Linked DNA regions of Zea mays: region 1 is linked to region 2. Evidence: chromatin contacts called from public Hi-C data. All regions are on one chromosome and are shown on one strand. The core of a region is the stretch at or near the end of the contact, and the rest is flanking DNA. Distances in the headings are between cores, read along the strand shown. Region 1 holds the start of LOC100284677. Region 2 overlaps LOC103631819.

Region 1 (7,542 bases), core at 2,805-5,304, 150 kb after region 2:
GACTCAAGGCACGTTGGGGTCCATTTGAACTCAACTTTCTTCGCTAGCAGTGCTGTCATTGGCCTGGCAATCTTGGAGAAACCTTCAATGAAACGTTGATACTAACCGGCCATTCCAATGAAACTCTTGATTCCTCGGACATCTTTTGGGGCTTTCCAGTCCAAAATAGTTGCTACCTTCTTCGGATCCATAGCTAATCCATCTCGGTTTATAACATGGCCTAAGAACAGAACTTCACTGATCCAGAACTCGCACTTACTCAGTTTGGCATACAGCTGGCAATCTCATAGCCTTTGCAATACTTTCCTCAAGTGCTCTTTATGCTCTTGCTCATTCTGGGAATATATGAGGATATTATTAATGAACACCACTATGAACTTGCCAAGGTAGTCCATGAACACACTATTCATCAAGTACATGAAGAAAGCTGGCGCATTCGTCAGACCGAATGACATGACCGTGAACTCATGTAGTCCATACTTGGTGATAAATGCGGTCTTCGGTATGTCCAAAGGCCAGATCCTGAGCTGATGGTAACTTGACCTCAGATATATCTTCGAGAACACACTGGCTCCTCTCAACTGATCGAACAGATCTTCAATTCTGGGCAGCTAGGGGGTACTTGTTCTTGATAGCGACTTCATTCAAAGATCTGTAATCAATGCACATTCTTTTTGTCGCATCTTTCTTCTCCACAAATAACACTGGGGCAGCCCAAGGTGAGGTACTTGGTCTGATGTAGTCTTTCTCTAACAACTCATCAATCTGCTTCTTAAGTTCCACCAATTCTGGTCCGGACACTCGATAGGCTCTCTTGGAAATAGGGGTTGTGCCAGGTATAAGCTCTATGGCAAATTCAACTTTTCTTTCAGGTGGCATGCCTAGTAAATCCTCTAGAAACACATCCGGGAATTCTGATACTACTGTGATAGCTTCTGATGGCTCGATTTCCTCAATATGGGTGGTGATATGGTGATAGCTTCCTTTCCTTGGTCCAGATAAGACCAACTCCACTAACACTTCCTCTCCTGATAAGGACACTAACTTAACAGTCCTCTCGTCACAGCTAAGGCTTGCTCGATATTTGGTTAGCCAATTCATCCCTAGGATGACATCTTTGGTTACATCTCGGGTACCCATTACTATCCGGTCAGCGGGGAACTCTATCCCCCTTATTTGAACTCTTTCACAGGGCAAAATTTATCTATTTGGGTCCTCCCACCAATTGAACTAACCCTCATAGGTGGATACATGGGTGTTACTGGTATATTGTGTGTTTCTACCCATGATGCAATCACAAAAGAATGTGTTGCTACAATATCAAATAACATATTTGCAGAGTGGGATTCGACTGATAATGTACCTAGTGCAACTCCTGGGGTCTCCTGGACTGTGTCGGCATCTAGGTGGTTCACCTTTCCGTACCGGGCACGAGGTTGCCCACGGTTGTTGCCTACTTGTTGATGTGCATTCTGTCTTGCAGGGGCATTGGGAGCTGACTGCTGCTGAGCCGCTTTCTTTGGGCAATGAATCGCGCAGTGGCCTTGTTCCCCACAATGGAAACATCCACGACCTCCTCCTTGTGCTAGACCTGCTTGGTTGTTCTGGGTGGTTGCTGGGGCAGGAAGGCAAAGTGCCTAATTGTTCTGGTGATACTGCTGCTTCTGCTGAGGGGACTGCCTCTGATACTGTTGCTGGTGCTCACGCTCGTGTCCTTGAGGGTGACCTTTCTTGAACTGCTGAGGTGGGTTGCTTGAGCAACGGAGATGGTTGCTACTCCCGGCCTGAGATCCACCAATCTTGCATTTCTTGTCCTCCATCTCCCGGTGCTTCCTTTCGGTCATGATTGCTCTGTCGATCAAATGCTAGAAGGTAGGGAAAGTGTGGTTCATTAGCTGGTAGTGAAGGGGTCAACCAAACCTCTCAGAAAACGGTACTATCTCTTAGCATTTATGTTGACATCTTCGGGTTCATAGCGTGACAACTGCAGAAACTTGTCCCTATACTCACTGACAGATAGGGGGCCTTGCTTCAACGCTAGAAATTCCTCCTTCCTCACGATCATTAATCCTTCAGGCACATGATAACGACGTAAATAGTCCCTGAACTCCTCCCAGGTGATGGCTTCAGGGTCTGCATGGGTGGCAAGGTAGGACTCCCACCAAGACTATGCTGCTCCCCTTAGCAAGTGGGGATCATACAGAACCTTCTCACGATCGTTGCACTGAGCAGTGTGCAACTCACGTCCTACGGTACGCAGCTAATCTTCAGCGTCCATGGGGTCATCAGAATGGGCAAAAGATAGGGGATGACCCCTCATGAACTCCACCCGCTTGTCTCTAGACATCTGTGGCATTTGAACTTACATATGAGGTTGATGGGGTTGCTGCTGCTACACCTGCTGCATTGCTGCTAAAGTTTGGGAAATTGCTTGGACTGCTTGGATTTGCATCAGGAACATCTGCGCAACGATCATCGGGGGTGGTGGTGGCAACTGTTGCTGAGGTGCCTCCTCCTGGGGTGCATGCTGCTCCTGCCGAGCACGTCTTCCACCTCTGCGCCTGTTTTCAAACATTTGTATAAAGCATACACACATCGGATCTGACTCTGCAGTCTTTCAGCATAAGCAAAGGTATATAGAAATATTCATAACACTGAACAATTGATCATCTTCATTAACTCTCAACACAGCCAACACAACTTTTCAGATAAAGAGGAAAATGAAAATAAATGGGTTGCCCAACTAAATAACTAACTTTATTAATAACTATACCAAGTGGCAGGGGTTCCTACACCTTGGTGACAATCATTACAAAGATCCAACTTCATTACGAGTTCATCACGACAAGCATCAAAACATATGATAAGCAAACTAAGACTAAGATACTAAATTAAGCATTATTACAGACTTTGACTGTGTCGATCTATGACTTCAAATCTATCTGGTTCCTACAGTCAGGGCGCCGAACGGTTAGGGTTATTAGGTAGAAGTATGCTAAACCCATATCTAGTGATTTGTTGATTGTCTGCCTATCTATGCAAATTGCATGTAGCTAAATTACATGTGGTTCAATATAAGTCATAAGTTGAAAATAAAGCATGGTGATGTAGTGCTAGTGTTTATACTACATTGCGCCAATGTTTTTCCAGTTTATCCAATTTATATTAGCTGCTAATGTTTTTTCTTATGCTTACTTGTAGAGTTCTTGGTGGAAGTAATGCATAATTTGAGAAGAAAAATGGAGCTACAATGCATGTGTGATAAGCTTATGCAATGTATTTTTTTCTCCCCAGACACTATTTTTTATTATTAGCTTGGTTGGCATTTGGTGCTACTCGAATTAAATTAGCTCTATTAAGATGCATTATGTTAGTAGCAACAACTGCTGCTTTTTATGCCAACTGGATTGTAAAGCAAAAGTCTTAATATGTGATAAACTAGATTATTTCTAGAATAATTGTCTGAAACTGTAAGTTGAAACAATCTGAATCTATGTGTAAGCTAGAATCTTCTCTGCAAAATAATGGGATAATTATCTGCAAGCTATCATTATTTATGAAAATGTCTGAATCTGTCTAGTGTGACTCCCTAGGGAATCTTCCAAATAGCATCACAGGCTGTTTGGTTCCCCAAAATTGGCCTAAATTAAATCATTTTCTAAGAATTGGTTTGGCTCCCAAGAATTAGCATGGCAGAACGTTTGGATCTATTCATTTTGAAGGAATTGAAATTTACTTAATAAAATAACTTATTTAGCTTAGAATTTATCATTCCACCACTTTCCAGAATTCATAAGGTAGAGGATGAGAAATGATTTTATATATCAGTACAATTTGTTTCCACTCTATAACTTATAGAACACCCTTCCCCTCACTTCTCTATAATAAAAATATAATACATAAATTTTTCGATATCTTGCTAATAATAATATACAAATATATTTTATATAAAATTAAATTAACTTAATTGATATGGCCTAAATTGTTTATTAGAATAGAATTTAATTCAAGGATTGAAACGTTGCGTGAATTGAATCATTTTTGACCATTTCAACCTAATTGCAATCCGCGTAAACGTAGCTTTCTCTCAGTTCAGACGCTTCACCATCGGAAAGGCCACAGCTAGGGTTCGATACTTCGATCCCCACTCCATCTCCACCGAAGACCGTCGCGTCGCTCCGCCACCGAAGCAGCTCAAGTGAGTCCTCTACCTCGCCCTCATCCATCTCCCATCTTCCTCGCCCTCTTCCCTATGTGCTGTACCGATGCCGACGCGCACAGGGACTGGCTCGGGTGGGGCTGCGACTGTCGCGCGGTTGGATCCGAGGCTATGGAGCAGTGAGCTCCGTAGTTGACGGCCACCTCAATCTCCTTGGTGAATCTGTATAGGTCTGGCCACCTGCTGCTCGCCTCCGTGACGTGCACTGTTGTGGACCCTGGCAACTTTGCTCTGCTGTTCATGGGGGTGGTGTTTGGTGTGGGCATGCGCACGAGGAATGGGAATCAAAATTTACTTGGTCGTCAATTTGATTTTCACGAATAAGAAGGGTTCAAGCATCTCATATTACATCACCAATCAGTTTATCAATTGACATCTCTAACCTTTTTTCTGTCTATACAGATTTCTCTATAAGATGAGCTGGAGATTTCCTCTCTTCGGGTATGGTGATATTATTGAAATCAATCTAGGCTGTTGTCACTATCTATGTTTTATAAGCCCTGGCATCTCATCTATCTGCTTAAATTAGTTAGGCTTTACCTATTCCTGATTTCCTATATGCATTTGGTACATGTTTTCTTTGGAACCTTCTACTTCAAATAAGTTGTGCAATCACAAGACCATGGTGCTTAGTTTTAGTTTTTTTCTCCTTGTACACCCTCACAGTCCAAAAGTTCTTTGGTCAATATAAGAGAATTGTACCTAATTTCTATGTGTCATTTTCCTGTGGATGCATCTTAACAGTTATACTGAATGTTTAAGGATGCCATATAAGAAATTATGCCTCAGAAGTTCTGAAAATTTTGCTCTCTTGGTTATTGCTATTGGCTCTGCTGAATGCGCTCATAGCAGCTCTCAGCAGCAGCAAGCAGATCCAAGTTTCCAGGACATCCCTACGCAGTCTTGGTACCCTCCCTCGGTGGTAGGTTCCTCTTCACGTCCATCCACCCCTACCTCTTCTAGTGCTAGTCTACACCAAAGAGCTTCAGATAGTCCGCAGTCTTCATCCCGTGGGCAACCATCTCCTGCTGAGGCTGCAGGGATAATTGCCCGTTTGAAGGATAAGAGGTTAGCACACAGTCTTATTCCCTCTAGTGATTTATCTCTGGCTTTCTTGCATACAAGATTGTCTCCTCTATCACATATTTATTATGTTGCATTGAAATACTTTCTCATCCTTTACTATGAAGCGCATGCTCTTAGGGTTATCCCCAAACTGGGACATTTACCAAAACTGTCTCCAGATCTATAACATACGACTTCTCTAATTTGGATACCTTAACACTATACTAGGGCAACCATTATGTTATGGATTGGCATCTCATATCTGTGAACGGCTTGTAGGGTGATTGTAAGGGTAATAAAAGTATAGATGATCTGGTCATCTAGAAAATGGCATTTGGTGTAGGTTGGAGAACTAGTTGATAAATGTTGTATAATTTTGGATTGACCATTTATGCATGGCTGATTCTTTGTGCTGTGTTTGCTAATTCTCTTTGTTGACAGCATATGTATTTGCACAATATTAATTTTCCGGATGATGCATCATTTGGCTGGAGTTGACAACCTTGTTATATCATGCTATTTTAATATTTTTTATGCAGTATTGAGGAGTTACAAAGGCTATTGAAAGACAGAGAGGCATATAATGCATTCTTTAACTCACTTGATCAAGTGAAAACCCAGAACAATGTAAGCTCTGTTGCACGACCACTTTTTATATTTGTGATGCTGAGTTCACCAGAGGATGCTAAAGTCCTTTCCGCAACATAACCCACATTTTTATGGCCTGTTTAGAATGGAATGAAAAACACAGGAAAGGAAAAAACTATAGGAATAGGAAATGGGTGTAGTGGCAAAACAGAGTTTTAGTGTTTTTTCCTATGATTATTGATGTTGGTTTTTCTGTCAGTGCTGATGATCTTGTTCTTATTGTGCACACATCAACTTGTGGACAGACTCTTCTTTTTATTGATGATATAACCCTCAGTATATTGCCTTTGTGAAGGCATGTCTGAGTTTCTTATATCTAATCTTGGCTCTTTTTGTTATTTTCTTGGGATTGAGGTCTCCACGTTTGAGGGCTTCTATTTGTCTCAAGTACATTTAGGGTTTTCTTGATCGTTATTCTCTTAGACTCCCATGGAGCTCAATGTTCATCTTTGTGCCACTGATGGTGAGCCTCTTGTTGATCCTACCCGGTATCGTCACATAGTCGGGAGTCTTGTTTATATTGGTGTCACTTGTCCTAATATTTCTTATTCTGTGAATATCTTAGTCAGTTTATTTTGGCCCCACTTAGCTCTACTATAGTCACTTGCTTCGCTATGTTATCTTTGTGGGACTATGTGTTCTTTGTTCTTTCCAAGCACAAGTTCTTTACAGCTCCAGGCCTACTGTGGTGCTACTTGTGCTAGTGATCCCTCTGATCGTCGATCTCTTTCTGCATTTTGTGTTTTTCTTGGTGGCTCCATTGTTTTCAGATCGTCTGATCAATGCCACTGGGCGATCAACTGATTAGTCGCAATTAGGCGACGATCAGGGCGATTAGTCGCTCCTGATCGACTCTAATCGTCCACCTGGTCGTCCTGTGTATTTCTAGGACATATATATATATATATATATATATATATATATATATATATATATATATATATATATATATATATATATATATATATATATATATATATATATATATATATATATATATATATATATATAGTATAGAGACTTGCTCAAGACAAGCACAAGTATAGAGTGTAGACAAGGTAGCAGTATGAATAGTCCAAAACAACAGTATGAATAGTCCAAAACAGCAGTACAACACCAGCAACAAGTCTGTCACCACCATGCATATCTGCGACGTCAAATCGAGTGTCAAGACAGGAGCTCTGAAGTCTGAAACTCTGAACTGAAGTCTAAACCGAACAACAAAATGAGAAAAGATTGGGAGACTTCAGACATATACCTTCAGACGAGGTGCTCATCTCCAGTCCCTGTGTGTCTGCGCCGCCAGTGTAGAGAGAAGGGTGTTGGAGGGAGAGAGAAGGGTGAAGGGAGCCACCAATCCTAGAAGAAAAGCAGTTGTCCTGGGCTCCTGGCCTCCAGGTACATGTAACTGTCTGCAGGTATTCCAGGGAAGACGAAGAGACGGGGGGATCTAGGGGGGCTAGCTATATTAATTATGGGCCATTCAAACAGACTGTTGGACTACTCTGACCCTGATTAATTATCGCAACTGATCGCTAACCAGACAATTAATTGTTCCATATCGTCGACTAATCGGACGATATGGATAATCAGCTTACCTGATCGAATCG
Region 2 (7,586 bases), core at 2,665-5,164:
CTTACTCATCCGGAGCTTGCTCCTTGCTGTATATCGATTATTGGCTAGAATATGTTGAATAACTAGCCCTGAGTTTGAGGCTAGCTTTTGAACCTGCTTTTGATTTTTGCAAAAGCCAAAAAACAACCAAAGAGGTGAAAAATAACAACTGCTTTGGCCCATAAGCTGCATTTAATTTAGTACAAAACTGAAAGCAGCTCACCCTACTTTTGCCTACTGTGAAGGTGGGCAACATTAAAAAAATTACCCACCTGACACTGGTTATGACGATATCGACCCATTTTTCTTCTTATTTCTCGTCTCTGGCCACCACGACTCCTTTCCCGTCCCATGCGACATCTCTAGCCTATGGCGGTGCTCCTTCCTATCCGGCGCTCGTCTCTAGCGACCTGTCCCTCTTTAATCTCCCCGGGCAAGGCCATCCCCTTGAGCATGCATGGCTCCGGCCCCTGCCCCAACGACGGGCATGACCTGGCCACCGCGCGGGACCTCGGCTGTCACGAGGGCAAGCGTGTGAGTGCGACCTCGACCGAGGATCTATCTAGAGTAAGAAGATGAGGCTGATGGACTGGGTCTGCTTGTCACTGAGAAGCTGATAGCAATTTTTTCAAAAGTCACAACTGTTGAACCAAACAACTTTTAGCTTTCGCAGTCCTTAACCCACAACCGCTTTTCCATAGCCCACAGCCACAACTGCGTTTTCATAGCATACAGGTCACAACAACTTTTTCAGAAGCCACAGCTTAAGCAAGCACAACCTGTCTCTTATCAGTTATCTCTAAAATGGCCCGATGTTTTTAGTGAAAATGTTTTTAAGTTCTTTTTTTATCCTGCTACTAGTAACAGATTACTTTGGCCTTGAGATTGATCCCTATAGCTGTATATAAACAGAGTACCTTAGTAATTTAATTCATGTTATCTCGCTGTTCGAAATCGAACTTTATCTTCCAATTGTCTTCATTTTTTTGTCATCCTTGTGCTGAAGTGCTGGCAGCTGTTTAATTGCTTATTTCAGTTGGGTATACATCATTCTATACCCTTTGCTTGTAAATCTGCTGATGTAATCTCATAAAATTATTTGCAGCCAATGGTCAGGAAAGCAGTCAAAGCTGATGATAGAATGCTTAAACAATGGAAATCTCATGGAACAAGTGATGGGATTTCTGTTCTTATGGATCATGAAATGATGTTTCCCGTTGTGCAAATTGGTTCACAGTTTTCTAAATGGATAAAAGTCCATAACCCAAGCCTGGAGCGTGCAGCCATGCAGCTGATAGTGAACTCCGAGGAGATCATTGACCAATGCAAAACTGTAACTGATGTATGTGAACTCACATTCTCAAGCAAATCTCCAGAGGTTAACTCAACTGAGACTAGATTTGGTTTCTCGTTAGGTGATGCAGCAATCACCGAGGCCTATGTCGATCCTTCAGAGACTGCTTTGCTTGGTCCTATTGTCTTCCGTCCCTCGAATCACTGTATGTGGTCAAGCATGGTTTTGATCAGAAACAACCTGTCGGGTGTGGAGATGCTGCCTCTCCGGGCATATGGTGGGCGACAATCTATTGTCCTTCTAGAGGAATCTGAGCCTGCTTGGAAGCTAGAGTTCAGCCTTGGGTCCAATGTTCATAATAAATCAACGATGACCAAACAAGAGATCCCAAGCTCTTTGTGCAGTCAACAGCTAACCAAAGAGATACATGTTAAAAACAGCGGTGACCTTCCTCTACAAGTGACAAAGGTTAAAGTTTCAGGAGCTGATTGTGGTGTGGATGGATTTACCGTGGACAACTGCAAAGGATTTAGCTTAGCACCGAGTGAATCAATAAGAATGCTCATTTCTTTTCAAGCTGACTTCTCTTCAGCTATGGTTCAGAGAGATCTTGAGTTGGTCATGACTACTGGCATCTTTCCGATCCCTATGACTGCAACAATTCCGGTCTGCATGCTTAACCAGTGCAGAAAATCTTATCTCAGATCTGCCCACTGGAAGCTGTTGGTAATCTTGTTTGGAGCTTTAGCACTGCTTATTCTGGTCTTTGTCCGTTATGCCCCAGATTCTTTGACAGTGGGCTCTCAAGACTATATCAAGATTGATGACAAAAAAAGTGCCATTTTCGAGGAGAACAAGAAAAGTACCATTAACAAGACCCTTTTCCTTAACCAAAGCAGCAAAAAGTCCAGGTTAGTTTTGACCAGTTCCTCTACCTTTTCCCAAGTCCATTCCAATTTGACATTTATTTGAGTTTGATCATTTGTGGTTTGTGCACAGGACAAATAAGGAACACAAAAGAACTGAAGAAGCTGTTGCTGAGAAGTACCCTGCCAGTGTTGTTGATAGCTCAAAGAGAGCAGATGACAAGAATAAACCTGATGAACAACTGCACACAACTTCGACGGTATCCGTGTCCCGAGGTAATCCAGTGGAAGATAAGGCCTCAAGAGAAGCTCCGCAGACCAGTGAAAACCTCACGATCAGGATTGCTCGAGACAAAGGGAAACGAAGGAAGCGGAAAGTTGGTGCAGGACTGGCAGGGAAGTTTGAGGTTTCTAGCAGCCACAGCGGGAACTCAACACCGTCTTCGCCATTGTCGCAGAGCTCAACCCCGAAACATGGCTGGTCTTTTTCTGGGGCGCCATCAGAGCCGAAGCATGAAAACAAAGTCGAGAGCAGATTCGATGTCGAGGCAACGGCATCACCAACTCGCGCTAATCATGAGAAGAAGAAAACTTGGTCGCAAGTCGCTAAGGAGCAGCCTCGCTCTCGTTCAGCCTCACCAGGAATCACATCACCACCTCCAAGCCCTGCAGTGACCGCCCCCGTCGCATGGCGCTCTCCGTCATTGGCCCCCACGTCTTCACCGACAGCTCCACAGTCTCGTGCTCCTGGCTCCAATCTGGTGAAAGACAAGGCTGTGAAGAGAGACGTGGGTGCTGCTGCGGCTGCGGCTGCGCCTTCCCCGAAGAAAGAGTTCACCTACGACATATGGGGAGACCATTTCCCAGGAAACCTGCTGGTGGTCGCAAGGGAGGCCGCGCCACGCAAGATGCCTGACGCTTCTGAAGGCGCCTCCTATAGCTTGTTTGCTAGAGAGCCCCAGACCCTCATGATGAAGCCATCATCATCTGCACCGCCGCCCATGTCTCGCGGCCGCGGTTCGCCGCCGTCTCATGTAGCATCTGGTTACGGAATAAAATGACCCTGAAAGCTTAAAATAATTTGACCCTGCGTCTTGCATGCATTCATGCGCGCTCCGTTTCTACTAACCGTGCATCCTATCCTAACACGAGGCAGGCTGACGGCGCACATGTAAAAAAAAATTATATAAAAGCTGAATAAAGTGAAGCACGTTAAAACTGCACTGAATTAAACGGTGTGAATTGAGCAGTAAAGATCTGATTGCAACGTCGAGAAACCAAAGGTCTGATTACATTTTGCTTCAGGTGAACGCGATTCAAAGAACGGAACCGACCACACATGATTAGGCTTTTCAGCCTAAAAGATTCTAAAGTGTCATCATGTCTCATCTCGCTATCATCTGCAGACATGAGGGCAATTATGTTCCTGTATAAAGCAGGAGAGGTGCTTGATGCATGCTAGTGGGTGCCTCGTTCGTTAAAAGCCTAAAAGGATCTCTAAGAGGTCCCAAAAAATGACTCCTAATAACCAGTTTTTAGTAGCATTTCAAAAAAAATCGTGGATAAAATTTTAACTCCTTTTCCAATAGTTCCTTTAAAAATAGATCAAACATATTTTAAACTAGAACAAGCCATCCTTTGGCTTGAACCTACATCACCATTAAAGTCTCTCCCCCGTGGACGCCAAGAACGCCCTCTTTATCTTGGAGCATCTTCAGTTTTAGCCTCCATTGCTGCTCCGTATGCTATTGCTACATTCGCATCGAAGTTCCTACTGCAAAGAACGACGTGGCATCGCGAAGAGCACAAGTGCTGGGAGTTCATTTGCATGGACTGGAGTTTCTCCTAACGATGACCAGCTGCAGGTAATTGCAGGGTGATTATACGGGTACTAGAAACAGAGACGACAGACAGGTCACGGACTGCAGGCAGCGGATACCCCGTCACGTATTGCCATGCTGCCTGTATGTATGTATTATAACAAAAGCAGGTCTCACTTTCAGAGCCAGAATACACACATCATACAGCACTCAAAATGCCTTATTCTGATGCGACGCGTTGGTCACTTGGGTCTTCCCGATCCAGCAGTGCTTGCTCTCCCCCAATCCAGACCTATCTAGAGTGGAGAAGGGCAAGCAATCGGCACCGCTCCGCTACCGGACATGTCAAATCTCCGTCACTTGGAGCTGAAGAGTGGTAGCCTATAGTAAATAGCATGCAGGTTCATTACTCACGAGCCGCCAGCATGTTTTACATGGAATTTCCCCCCAACTCACCCGAGCCTGAGCGATGTGTCGGAGCAGTCGTCGGTGTCGGTGGACGGGCGCGGATAGGACGTGTTCGTCACGGATTCAGACGACTGCCCTTCCTCGTACACGAACTCTGGATCGGCGCCAAGCTGCGTCTCCATCCTCGACATCCGTGTCACCTGCAGCTTCAGGTCCCCGTTGGCTTAAACCTCCGAGACGTCGGTCGAAACAAACGGAGAGCGGAATGGAAACCTTCATTCATTCAGAAGGTGGGGGAGAGAGAGCAGGGATTTACTTGCTCCTTCAGCCTTGAGTTCTCCTCGATCAGCTGCGTTCTCTGTTTAACAACACAGGTGAGGACGGACGCTGTCAGAATTCAGAAGGCAGGAAACGGGATTTCTGGCTGAACAACGTAATGCGAAAGAGTCCAGCTGCATCTTTCATCAGCATCTTGTTTGTTTTCGAGATAAACTAACTAGAGCAGTTTGGAAAGGGAGTGATGCTTGCCTTTCTTTCCAGACCGCTGATCTCGTCAAGGATTTTTTGGCTCTGCAATTTGTTTTTCCCAAGAAAAGAGATGGTTATGTTATGCTACGCATCATTACTGTACTGTATACAGTCTGATGCTGTCACCAACTCATGAGTATATCAGCAGGGCATACCTACCTTGGTTTTGAGTACAGAGCCGAGGCCGGATTCGAGGGTCTTCTCGAGCTCCTGCAGCTGTTCGACGCTCAGCCTCTGGAGCTCCTCTCCTCTCATCTGCCTGTAGACAATTAACGGTTACTTCTGCAACATGCTGATACCCAGAGAACAACACACAAGCAATAACCAGAGAGTAGCTCCATGAGGATCACCAAGTAACAAACAACATTGTCCGTAACTAGTGGGCAGTCACAAAAAACACCAACAGCGACACCAAACAATAACAACCAGAGAGTAGCATTCGTAGCACCACAGCGACGACTAAGCGACATCTAAAGAGCCCACAACAAGAGGGCAGCAGTCAGCTCCACAAGCGACAACCAAGAAACAAACAATTACCTCATACCTTAAGCTGCCAGCAACGGCAAGATGTAGTTCACTTTCGAGGAGTCAACCCAGCTTTAATTTTGATCAAATATATATAAAAGATATTTATAATACAAAATTAGTATTATTAGATTAGATAGATCTTTAAATCTATTTTCACAACAAACTTATTTAAAGATATAAATGTTATTAAATATTTTCTACAAATCTAGTCAAACTTGACAAATGTTAAGTGTTACGAAAAATCTAGCATCAACTGTTTTAGGATAGAGAGAGATATCGAGATGATACCTCTTAGAAGAACATGACCCATAATGGGCGTTGTTGATCACATGACAAAATCGAACTAGGTTTGCTCCTAAGTTACATAAGTAAGTGGAATGGGGCCTCATATCAATGCCGGCCTTCACCTTACCGGCTTTACTGCAACGACCAAAATGTGGCTAGGGCTTTCACCTTACACCCACAAGACCACCTTCTATCACACTACTGAAAAAAGGGCTAGTATCGATTGAAAATCAGCTACATTTCTGAGTTTGTTTGGTTTGTTGACTAAGGCGCCACAATGTGCCTAACTTTTTTGCCTAAAGTTAGTTCTTCAATTCGAACAACTAAGTTTAGGCAGATTGTGGCGCCTTAGATAGGAAACCAAACAACCCCTAAATGCGCTAATCCTTGGTTCCGGTTGCATGACCCGGTACTAAAGGACCTTCAGTGTCGGTTGATGGCTTCAAATGGTAGGGTTCCACGCCTGCCATATAGGCGCCCTCGAGGGACTTCTTACTACCGATTGGAACCACTAGTGTTCGAATTTTTTTCCTATATATTTACAGATTAAAAAAATCAACCTGCATGGGTACGACCGTGTCCATCAGTTCACCCATATGGGCATATGGCCACCCAAAACACTGTCTTGCACTGTTTTATACTGCAGGTTGTAATGTTTGTAGAGTAGAATTTGAATATAGATACGATAGTGGGTAAGCTATTGGAGATAGCCTAAGACAACCCCGGAAATTATATTAAGAAGACCTCACACAAGTCGAGAAAACCTCTCGAACCCCTGCCCCACACATACACATCGGCACCATAGCCCATATGAGAACGACCATGACCGAACTTAATTAGATATGTGCTTTGACGTGGGACATGCGAGATGATTTTTTAACCACAACGTGAAATTCTGACAACCCCGGAAATTATATTAAGAAGACCTCACACAAGTCGAGAAAACCTCTCGAACCCCTGCCCCACACATACACATCGGCACCATAGCCCATATGAGAACGACCATGACCGAACTTAATTAGATATGTGCTTTGACGTGGGACATGCGAGATGATTTTTTAACCACAACGTGAAATTCTGTTAAAGTATATGGATTAGGCCCATGAGGCTATGCCCATGTGGCCCATGCATGTACTCTATATAGCCACCCTCTCTAGGGTTGGCCCTATTATCTGATTCTTCTAATCTAACATGGTATCAGCTAGGGTTTCTTCCCTCCCCTCCCCTGCCCTCCAGCGCCGCCAGCCACACAGCCGCCCCCGGCCCCAGCTCGAGCTAGGGCAAGCACCGCCAGCAGCAGTGCGCCGCCCGCGCTCCGCCCTGCCAGGGCCAGCGGTCTCGCACGCCCAGCCGCTCGGGCGCAGCCGCCCAGCGCCGCGAGCCCGGAGCCCCGCGTCAAGGAGCCGCCCCGAGTGCCCAGCCGCGCGGGTACAGGGGCCGCCGCCGCTGCCGGTAGGGGGGCGCCCTCTTCATCGCGCCCCCCACGGCCCCCCGTTCCTCACCGCCGCGAGCACCGCCTCTGCCCTTGCTGCTGTGGCGGGCGCGGTTCCCGCAGGGGTTGCGGGTCCGGAGGACCTTCCCCCTCCGATCCCCCCTCCGCCGGTCGTCGATCCGCCTCCTGTCGTCAATCCGCCACCGCCTCCACCGGTCTCCCACCAGGATTACACCATCGCCGCCCTCACCGCTGCCCGCGCGGAGCACGCGGCACGATAGACCCGTCTGCGGGAGGCGGCCCTCATGTGCGAGCGCGAGCGCAAGGCTGCTGACGCTATCGCTGCTCAGATTGCCGCGGCGGAGCATCTCCTCGCCTCACCTGCGGCCCACGATGGCGGGGCCACCTCCTCTGACACCGCGGGTGTCGTGTACAGCGTCCCGGGC

The links. A called contact is a pair of places that touch in the nucleus more often than the background predicts.
Region 1: a contact with region 2 is called in a Hi-C map of ear, with 1.7 times the contacts expected there. The contact joins the promoter of LOC100284677 here to the enhancer-like site in region 2. A contact is called at or near these places in 2 of 25 Hi-C or Micro-C datasets (ear and leaf).

Annotation. Positions count from the first base shown.
Region 1 is chr1:18,323,871-18,331,412 of Zm-B73-REFERENCE-NAM-5.0, forward strand. LOC100284677 reads left to right here and starts at 4,055. Exons shown (of 8, transcript NM_001413062.1): 1 at 4,055-4,198; 2 at 4,622-4,660; 3 at 5,069-5,287; 4 at 5,824-5,911. The coding sequence starts at 4,635.
Region 2 is chr1:18,172,262-18,179,847 of Zm-B73-REFERENCE-NAM-5.0, forward strand. It overlaps LOC103631819, which reads left to right. Exons shown (of 4, transcript XM_008653534.3): 3 at 1,085-2,184; 4 at 2,273-3,261. The coding sequence ends at 3,200. It overlaps LOC542034 (MADS-box transcription factor 47), which reads right to left. Exons shown (of 9, transcript NM_001319773.1): 5 at 5,055-5,154; 6 at 4,896-4,937; 7 at 4,684-4,725; 8 at 4,416-4,567; 9 at 3,935-4,340. The coding sequence ends at 4,316. Among protein-coding and RNA genes, the nearest start is that of LOC103631819, 6.3 kb to the left of the region's middle. Within about 2 kb of position 3,915, at least 7 of the 20 cell types and tissues checked have an H3K27ac peak or open chromatin away from gene starts, as enhancers often do. A contact at or near this core is called in ear and leaf, where this site is marked.